Linked DNA regions of Mus musculus: all the other regions are linked to region 1. A link is a contact called in public HiChIP or PLAC-seq data. All regions are on one chromosome and are shown on one strand. Each heading gives the region's core, a stretch centred on a gene start, on an enhancer-like site or on the middle of the called end of the contact. The rest is flanking DNA. Distances are from core to core; before and after follow the strand shown. Region 1 holds the start of Ylpm1 (YLP motif containing 1). Region 2 overlaps Prox2 (prospero homeobox 2). Region 3 has its middle 23 kb from the start of Ltbp2.

The links. HiChIP or PLAC-seq counts read pairs in DNA pulled down with a chosen protein or histone mark.
Region 2: an H3K4me3 HiChIP or PLAC-seq map of the SCID.adh cell line shows a contact between it and region 1, with 11 read pairs. The contact joins the enhancer-like site here to the promoter of Ylpm1 in region 1. A contact is called at or near these places in 7 of 39 promoter capture datasets (3T3-L1-derived adipocytes, the HPC-7 cell line, cranial neural crest and 4 more), 1 of 484 Hi-C or Micro-C datasets (nephron progenitors), 3 of 115 datasets of contacts at active chromatin or transcription factors (the SCID.adh cell line and embryonic stem cells) and 3 of 9 other capture datasets (adipose tissue, liver and pancreatic islet).
Region 3: a contact with region 1 is called in an H3K4me3 HiChIP or PLAC-seq map of the SCID.adh cell line, with 11 read pairs. The contact joins the enhancer-like site here to the promoter of Ylpm1 in region 1. A contact is called at or near these places in 1 of 39 promoter capture datasets (3T3-L1-derived adipocytes), 1 of 484 Hi-C or Micro-C datasets (nephron progenitors) and 7 of 115 datasets of contacts at active chromatin or transcription factors (the 230-238 cell line, the SCID.adh cell line, embryonic stem cells and 2 more).

Annotation. Positions count from the first base shown.
Region 1 is chr12:84,994,942-84,997,641 of GRCm38.p6, reverse strand. It overlaps Ylpm1 (YLP motif containing 1), which reads right to left and starts at 1,321. Exons shown (of 21, transcript NM_178363.4): 1 at 286-1,321. The coding sequence starts at 1,152.
Region 2 is chr12:85,083,220-85,085,919 of GRCm38.p6, reverse strand. It overlaps Prox2 (prospero homeobox 2), which reads left to right. Exons shown (of 5, transcript NM_001361238.1): 5 at 1-108. It also overlaps a transcript of Ylpm1 not described here. Among named protein-coding and RNA genes, the nearest start is that of Prox2, 13 kb to the left of the region's middle. Within about 2 kb of position 1,414, at least 29 of the 459 cell types and tissues checked have an H3K27ac peak or open chromatin away from gene starts, as enhancers often do. A contact at or near this core is called in the HPC-7 cell line and the SCID.adh cell line, where this site is marked.
Region 3 is chr12:84,898,183-84,900,882 of GRCm38.p6, reverse strand. No RefSeq gene overlaps it. Among named protein-coding and RNA genes, the nearest start is that of Ltbp2, 23 kb to the right of the region's middle. Within about 2 kb of position 1,347, at least 1 of the 459 cell types and tissues checked has an H3K27ac peak or open chromatin away from gene starts, as enhancers often do. A contact at or near this core is called in the SCID.adh cell line, where this site is marked.

The DNA of each region.
Region 1 (2,700 bases), core at 72-2,571:
TGCAACAATAAATACTGAATGCTGGTCAAAGAAAACTAAGGCATACATTTGAGAAATAAATCTAGTGCCAACCTACTACAACTTCAAGTGCCTAGTCTTATCTTTACTCTTCTTTTGGTAATCTATGGTCAATTTAAAACCTGGCTTTCAGGGCTGACTCTTAGGGGATCTTTGGAGTATGAATGGGCTAGTCGTTGGCTGTTGGAATTACGATAGGCATTAGCTGGTTAAAGCCCAAGACCTGCTCACGTAAAGCCTAAATGAAAGATGTGACACAGTGCTTACCTGTGGAGTCATTGTAGAGGGATCTGGTTCAGGAGCAGCTTGCTTCTGTTCAGCAGTCTTGTTCTTGGCCCCACTCTCCAAAGGCTCTTGCTGGATAGCTGTTTTATTCCCAGAAGGGATGGACGGTGGTGGTGGTAGCTGGGGTTTAGAAGGGCCCTGGGAGGAGCGGGAAGGAGAGGCCTGAGAAGGGGGTAAGTAGGGCTGGGAATGGCTCAAATATGATTGTGAGGAGGACGAGGAAGAATAAGAAGGAGTGGGCGCCAGATAGGACTGGGAAGGTGGAGACTGTGAAGGGGATGGCTGAGCAGGAGGCAGGTAGGGCTGAGCGGAGGAAGGGGGATAGTACGAGGGTGGTGGCTGAGGTGGAGGCATGTACGACTGGGATGGGGGCATGTAGGATCCTGGAGGTACAGGGGGAGATTCAGGAGGGGACTCCAGCTCCATTGGAACCAAACCCGGAGGCCCATCTCGTTGGTGGTGGATCATCTGGTGTTTGTACTGCTGCTGCTTCTGATAACTGAGGGCTGGTCCAGGTGGCGGGGGCATCGGTGGCGGAGGCGGCTGCCAGTCTCCGTAGCCGCCCCCGGGCATCACCGGCGGGGGTGGCAGCGGGGGCGGAGGAAGATGGTGGGGTTGGAGCACGCACTGCATTTGCTTCTGGTGCATCTGCTGCAGCTGCTGGAGCTGCGCCAAGTGTTGCTCTCGGAAGCTCATGAAGCCTGAAGAGGAAGGGGCCGCGGGAGCCGTCGAACTGGAGTACCCGGGCCCCGGCGAGGCCTCGGGAAGCGCCACCGGTGGCGGCGGCGGCGGCACCGGCGGCGGCGGATAGTGGCTGCTCCCGCCATACCGGCCCCAATTCGGATACATATAGGAAACGAAGGCGCGGGGCTCGTCCCGGCGCCGTTACTCGTCGCAACCGACCTCCAGGAGCCGCGGCGGTGACGGCGACAGCCGGAACTCGCGGTGCCTTACAGGCCGCGGAGCGTGTGAACGGAGCGCGCCAGTGCGCCGGCGCTACGGAGCTGGGCCCGCGGTCGGGAAGGCGGGGACCGTGCTGAGGCAACTACGCATGCGCAGTACCATCGAGCGGAGAACAAAGGCCAGATAGAGGGAACCTTGGCGCAGGTACTCGCTGTTGCCGCCTTCCTTCGGGTTCGGAAAATGTAGGCGGTAATAGAATGTTGTCATAGAACCAAGAAAACCATAGAGTCTCACAGCCGAAAGGAGTGATAGAGATCCTAACGCCCTATGGGTTTAGTTTTGAATGGGGGGGTGGGGAGGGGGGAGGAAAGATTCCATTCACAGTAGCAACAAGAACATAAAACAAGTAATAACTCTACTAAGAAAAATCTAGACATTATATGAAGAAAACTGCAGAATCCTACCTGAGAATAAAAATTAAACTTGAACTCACGAAGAGGCTTACCATAGTCCTAAGTAAAAAAGAGGGAGCTTTGTAAAAATGACAGTTCTTCCAAGTTAAACTGATTTAACTCAGTCAACCCACAGCCTGACAGGGGACAATGATAGGAAGAATGAAAAATGGATTCTGGAGAAGGAAAGTGAAAATGGCCCTGATTCTTTCCTACAGGTACTGTAAAAGGAATTGAATTGTTTAGATTGGTTTCCTCCCCACCCACCACCCACCCCACCACCCTTAAAATTTTTTTGCTTTTTCAAGACAGGGTTTTTCTGTATGAACCCCCTGGCTGTCCTGGAACTCGCTTTGTGACCAGGCTGGCCTTGAACTCACAGAGATCTTCCTGCCTCTGCCTTCCAAGTACCATCAAACCCAGGTTTTAACTCGGACGATGTCCCTGTTGGAGAATCCTTAAACCTAAGAAAAGTCAGCCGGGCATGGTGGTGAACGCCTTTAATCCCGCACTCGGGAGGCAGAGGCAGGCAGATTTCTGATTTCGAGGCTAGCCTGGCCTACAAAGTGAGTTCCAGGACAGCCAGTGCTATACAGAGAAACCCTGTCTCGAAAACCCAAAAAAAAAAAAAAAAAAAAAAAAAAAAAAAAACCTAAGAAAAGTCAGAGAAGGGTAACTTAAAAGCTGATTTCCTGAACCCTAGCAGCAAAATATTAAAGACTTCCATTGGTTTGGGTGATTACTGAACATCAGAAGTAGTACACTGAATTCTGGGAAAGGAAGGACAGAAGGAAGGAAAGAAGGAAGGAAGGGGAGAGAAAAACCATGCTTAATTTGAAGACTCTTAACTGTATCAGCATGTCAATTTGAAGATGTGACCTTGCTCTTTTTTCCTAGCAACCAGATCATTACCTGTCTTGGGTAACTATGAGTAGTAGATGCGGGGCTAGGGATTCCTTCTTTCAGTGTCTTATTGAAGCAGCATAGAAATACATAAAATTGCATGTCATAAGTTGTATTAGTTAGGGTTTTTCTGCTGTGA
Region 2 (2,700 bases), core at 165-2,664, 88 kb before region 1:
TGCTAGACATGTCAGACTACACCAATACAAACAAAGTCTTTCCTCTCAAGTTTCTGTTCAAATAGTGGAGAACAGTAACAAAACATAATTAAATCTAATCGATTACTTAAGGTTTTGGGGTGCTTGTTTTACTGGATACTAATCCTAGTGCCTAGTTCTATCACTGAACTCCATTCCCAGCTATGAATTGTGTATGTGTGGTCTTTTGAGACAGGGTCTATGTAGCCCTGGCTGTCTTGGAAATATGTAGAACTGGCTGTCCTCAAATTCCCAGAGATCTGCTTGTCTCTGCCTCCAGAGTGCTGGGATTAAGGTTATATGCCACCACACCCAGGGCAAGTCTTATTTTAAATGCCCCTCAATATACCTAATTATATACAAGTATTTCTCTAATTTGTTACTATGCTCACAAGGCCCCCTTTCATCAAAACCAAGGAATTTGCCAAGCCTAAGTTTTGAGTATTCACAAGCAGAGTAGCCTGTGCAAGGGCATCAGTTGTTTGGGAACAAGGTAACTCTCCAGAGCAATGTTACACAGCTAGTGGGACAGTCATAGGAACAACTCCACAGATCCATATGACTGTCCCGTCTCAAACCTGAGGGCTGTGAACTTTATCCTGAATGCTAATTAGATGGGAAAAAAAGTGCTAGCTCAAATTGAAAACATTTGTATACTGCAGCCATGCCAGGAAGCATTCTCTAACCACTGAGCTCGACACAGAAGAATGTATAAATATGTGTGCCCTGCCAGTTGAAGAATTCTGTCTTATTCCAGTTTCCTGTGTCTACCAAGTACGCTTTTGTCAGTGTTGGGAACTTATTGTGAGCATGAGTGGAGCCAGTTATGTTCCTTCAGAAGTCACAACGCTGCCAAAGGTCTGGTCAATTTTTCCATTAAGGTATATGTGAGTGCCAGATCTCTCTCCAGTCAGACATACTCAAGTACTGTATAATGCTATACTCCTTCAGTGGCAGACAATAGTCATAGGCTAGGGTAGGCTCAATCACCTATCAAAAGCAGGCAGTTCTCTGATGGTCTCCTGTAGAGCAGATACACTAGGAACTTTTTGTTGAGGCAAGTCTGTCTAGGTAACCCTAACTGCCTAGAATGAACCATATAAAGCAAGCTGGCCTAAGATAAGCAGGGATTCTTCTACCTCCCCAGGGCAGGATTACAGGCACGCAGCACCCAGCCGAAGATACCTTCCAAGTGCTGGGATTAAAGATGTGCAACACCAGGCCCCTCTTGGAGGTCTATTTTAAACTAGTCTCAGGGATGGGGATTTAGTTCAGTTGGAGTGCTTGTCTAGCCTGCTCAAGGCCCTGGGTTCTAGCTCCACATAACCCTAGTGTGGTGGCACAAAGCTGGAAATTCAAGCATGTGGGAGGTCAGAGGATTATAAACTCAAGGCCACTCTTGAGTTCGAGACAAGTCTGGGCAAGTTCCAGACTGGCTTAGGCTATATAAGATCTTATCTCAAAAATAGAATCCAACTAACTGAAATTTCACTGGTTTCCCGAGTAGTTATCTTCTCTCTCCACTATCTGTCTGTCTGTCTGCCTGCCTACCAGCCTTCCTTCCTTCCTATCTATCTACCTATAGTATGAATTTTCATAATTATCCACTCTAGTCCCCATCCCCTTTTGAGGTGCAAGAACTGGTTCTGTAAAGTAGCTTAAAGTTTCATGATATGTACATCCCCAAATGAAACTCAAAATCTTTTGATGGATTCATACAAGCTGTAAAGTATTTGCATAGACCTCACATGTTGCAACATTTCTCAACACTGAGAAGTTAGGAACTCTGAGGACTATAGTGATGGGTTGGCGATAAAGAACACTCTACCAGGCTGACTGAATGATGTACACTCACGTTTGAAGTACTTTCTACTTCTCTCCTCCGTCCCTCTTTTTTGAGAGGAGTTTCAGCAGCTGAACCCAGGGAATCCATCATGTGTGCTAAGCACACACCCCACCACTGAGCTATTCTCTGAAGTTTCTAACTGCCTTTAGATTAGTGCTTAGGGAAAAGCTTACAATATAGCAAACATGGTATTTCTCACAATATTCTCAGTCTGATATACAGTAAGTTACAGGCACTAATACAAAGAGCTTCTGTGTCCTACATTAGTAACTAGTAATACACACCACAGTCTTAGTTTCTTTTGCTGTAATACCCTCACAAAGCAATGTAAGAAAGAAAGGATTTATTCTGGCTCACAATACAAGGGTATAGTTCATCATCACTAAAGTCAAGGCAGCAGGACATACCTCATTTATGATTGGAAGCAGAGAACAATGGACGCTAATACCCGGCTGTTTCTCCATTTAACAGTCCTGGGATCCCTGCCCAGAGATGGGTGCAGTCCAAACTAAGATGGACCTTCACAGACATTCACAGAGGCTAACTTTAATCTAGATAACTTCTCACATGTCTGCCCAAGGATGGGTCTCCTAGGTGATTCTGGGTCTAATCAAGTTGACCACCAAGACCAAGGATCATAATCCCTGCAGTAAACCTGCACCTGACACATATCTATAAAATGTTCACCTATAGAAGTTGATTCATTACAAAGTATTTTCCAGGGTTAGACAATTTCTATATTAGATGATACTGACCTGAAGAGAATAAGCAAGTGCTTAGGACAGTTGTTCTCAACTTGTGGGTTGTGGCCCCTTTGGGAGGAGGGGAGTGTCAAA
Region 3 (2,700 bases), core at 98-2,597, 97 kb after region 1:
TATCAGCTCCAGTGAAGGTTTTACTGAATGATTCACATACCAAGAGAACCAGGATGACTTACTGATGTAATTAAAGAAAGAGGCCTCTAGGTGATGAGCATGGTAATGCATTGACCATAAGCCAGGCCCTGGCTTCCAGGCTGCACTCACATCACCCCAGGCATTGGGAACTCACAGTTAATAGAATACGGAAACGGAGCCTGTCATGAGGTACCTTAAAATGAAGGACGAGGGGAAATACAGTGTTTAATTTCTTTGTTTTCTTTTGGCTAGCAGATATGAGGACCATAAGACTAACTGGAAGAGAAAAAGCCCACGTTATTTCCTGGGAAAAATCTGGGAATCCATCCCACAGGCCACGGTGCCAACTCAAGCTCCCCCACTGAGAATCAGCTCTCTCTGCTCACGGACACAAGGTCTAGAGTATCCCTCTAGACCACTTCTTTCATTTAGGGCTTGAGAGCACAGACAAATGTAGTGACAGTCAGGAGGCTTAAGCAGGAGGATTCAAGTTTGAGGCTAAACTGGGCTACATAGCAACAGTCTATCTCAACAGAAAGAAGACGTAGGGTTGTAGGTCAGGGGTAGGATACTTTCCTAACATATTCAAAGGTTCAGTCCCTGGCACTGCAGTGACAGAGAGGTGGAGGGAGGGAAGTATGCATGGTGACTCCTCATTTGTCTGAGCTGGCAGGTGGCCTAACTCTCTGAGCGTCACTCTCCTTATCTGTGAAGTGAGATGACAACTCAGGTCTCATATGTTGAGGATGAAAGAAAATGGCATATAGTAAGAACGCAAATGTGTAGATAGGAATCTAACTGTCCTCTGAGAGACTCTGCCCAGCAGCCAATGGAAAGAGATGCAGAGACCCACAGCCAAACAGTAGATGGAGCTTGGGGAGGCTTAGAGAAGAGTTGGGAGAAAGACTGAGGGACATGAAGAGGACAGGGACGCTACATGAAGACTAACAGAGTCAACTAACCTGGACCCTTGGGGCTCCCAAAGACTGAATAACCAATCAAAAAATGAGTATGGACTGAACCTAGCTCCCCACCCCCTGCACATATGTAGTAGATGAGCAGCTTGGTCTTCATGTGGATTCCCAACAACTGGAGCAGGGGCTCTCCCTGAGCCTGTTGCCCACTTGCCTGCTCTGGATCCCACACCTCTACATAGACAGCCTCGTCTAACCTCAGTGGGAGAGGATGTGCTTAGTCTCTCAGCAACTTGATGTGCAGGGTGGAGAGATAGGGGTAGGGTGGTAGGGGTAGGGTGTGTGTGTGTGTGTGTGTGTGTGTGTGTGTGTGTGTGTGTACACCTGGAGTGGGGCTTCCCTTTCTAAGGGAAATGGGAGGGAGGACTTAAGTGACAGGGTACTGGGAGGAGAGAAAGGGCTGATATTGGGTTGTAAAGTGAATAAATAAATTTAATTTAAAAAAGAGCACAAAGAGCTGACAAGGTAGCTCAGATGATAAAGTATGAGAACCAGAGTTCAATCTTTACCATCAACATTAACACACACACAGACACACACACACACACACACACACACGTACAACCAGTGGTTGTCATTTTCCTAATCTTAGGACACAAATATTGCTAATTTTTGTTAGTTGTTTTGTTTTGTTTTTAAGTCAGATTTTCTCTGAATAGCCCTGTCTGTCCTGGAACTCACTCTGTAGGCCAGGCTGGCCTTGAACTCAGAGATCCACCTGCCTCTGCCTCCTGAGTTCTGGGATTAAAGTCGTGCACCTCCACACCTGGCTTAAATATTCTTTCTAAACTTTCCCCCTCCTAGATTATTGGAGAATATATTTTATATATTACACATTTATATTAAATTTATATAATTTGTGTGTGCCCATGCAAAATTCTTTGAGGTAGAACTGTGCTAGGTATCTCAGACTGTTCTGAAACTCACTTTGAAGCCCAAGCTGGCCTTGAACTTGTTATCCTTTTGTCTTAACCCTAAGTGCTAGTACTATAGACTGCACTACTATACCCAGTGTTTTATATTTTTATTTTGTTCTGTTTCTTCTGAGTTTCTAGATAAGCTTCTTTTAAGCATGTGTTTGTGTGTGCGCGCACACACACTCATGTGAGGGTGTGCATACTATTCATTTATGAGGCCAGAGGAGATGTCCAGCTCTGTCCTTCTCCACCTTACTCCCTTTAACTGGGTCTCTCATGAATCTAGAGCTAGGCTGCTGGCCAGCATCGACCAGTGATTCTCCTGTTTTTGTCCCCCCTTCCCAGCCCTAAGGTTCCAGGCCTGTGGCCATGCATGACTTTTCATGTAGGTGCTGGGGATTTGAACTTAGGACTTCATGCTTGTGCAGCAAGCATGCTTATCCTCTAAGCTGTCTCACCAGCCTTTGTAGTTAAGTTCCTTTGAAAAATTCTGATCATGCTTCACTGAATTTGGGAACAATGAGTATGTCTATCCCAAGACCAGTAAGTGAGGGCTGCTTTTTGTACCCAACCACCATAGTAGCAGCTAGAAATGTGGGCAAATGGGGTCAGTGAAGAAAACTGAGACGTGAGCTCTTTGGGACAGAGGTAAACATTGATTTTGTCCTTTTTTCATCCAAAGTGTCACCTTTTGGTCGTATTTCCTTAATAAATTATAAGCCTATTGGTGGGTATTGTTGCCTGATGCCTCGGTTTCTCTGTCTGCAAACTAGGAATAACAATGCTAT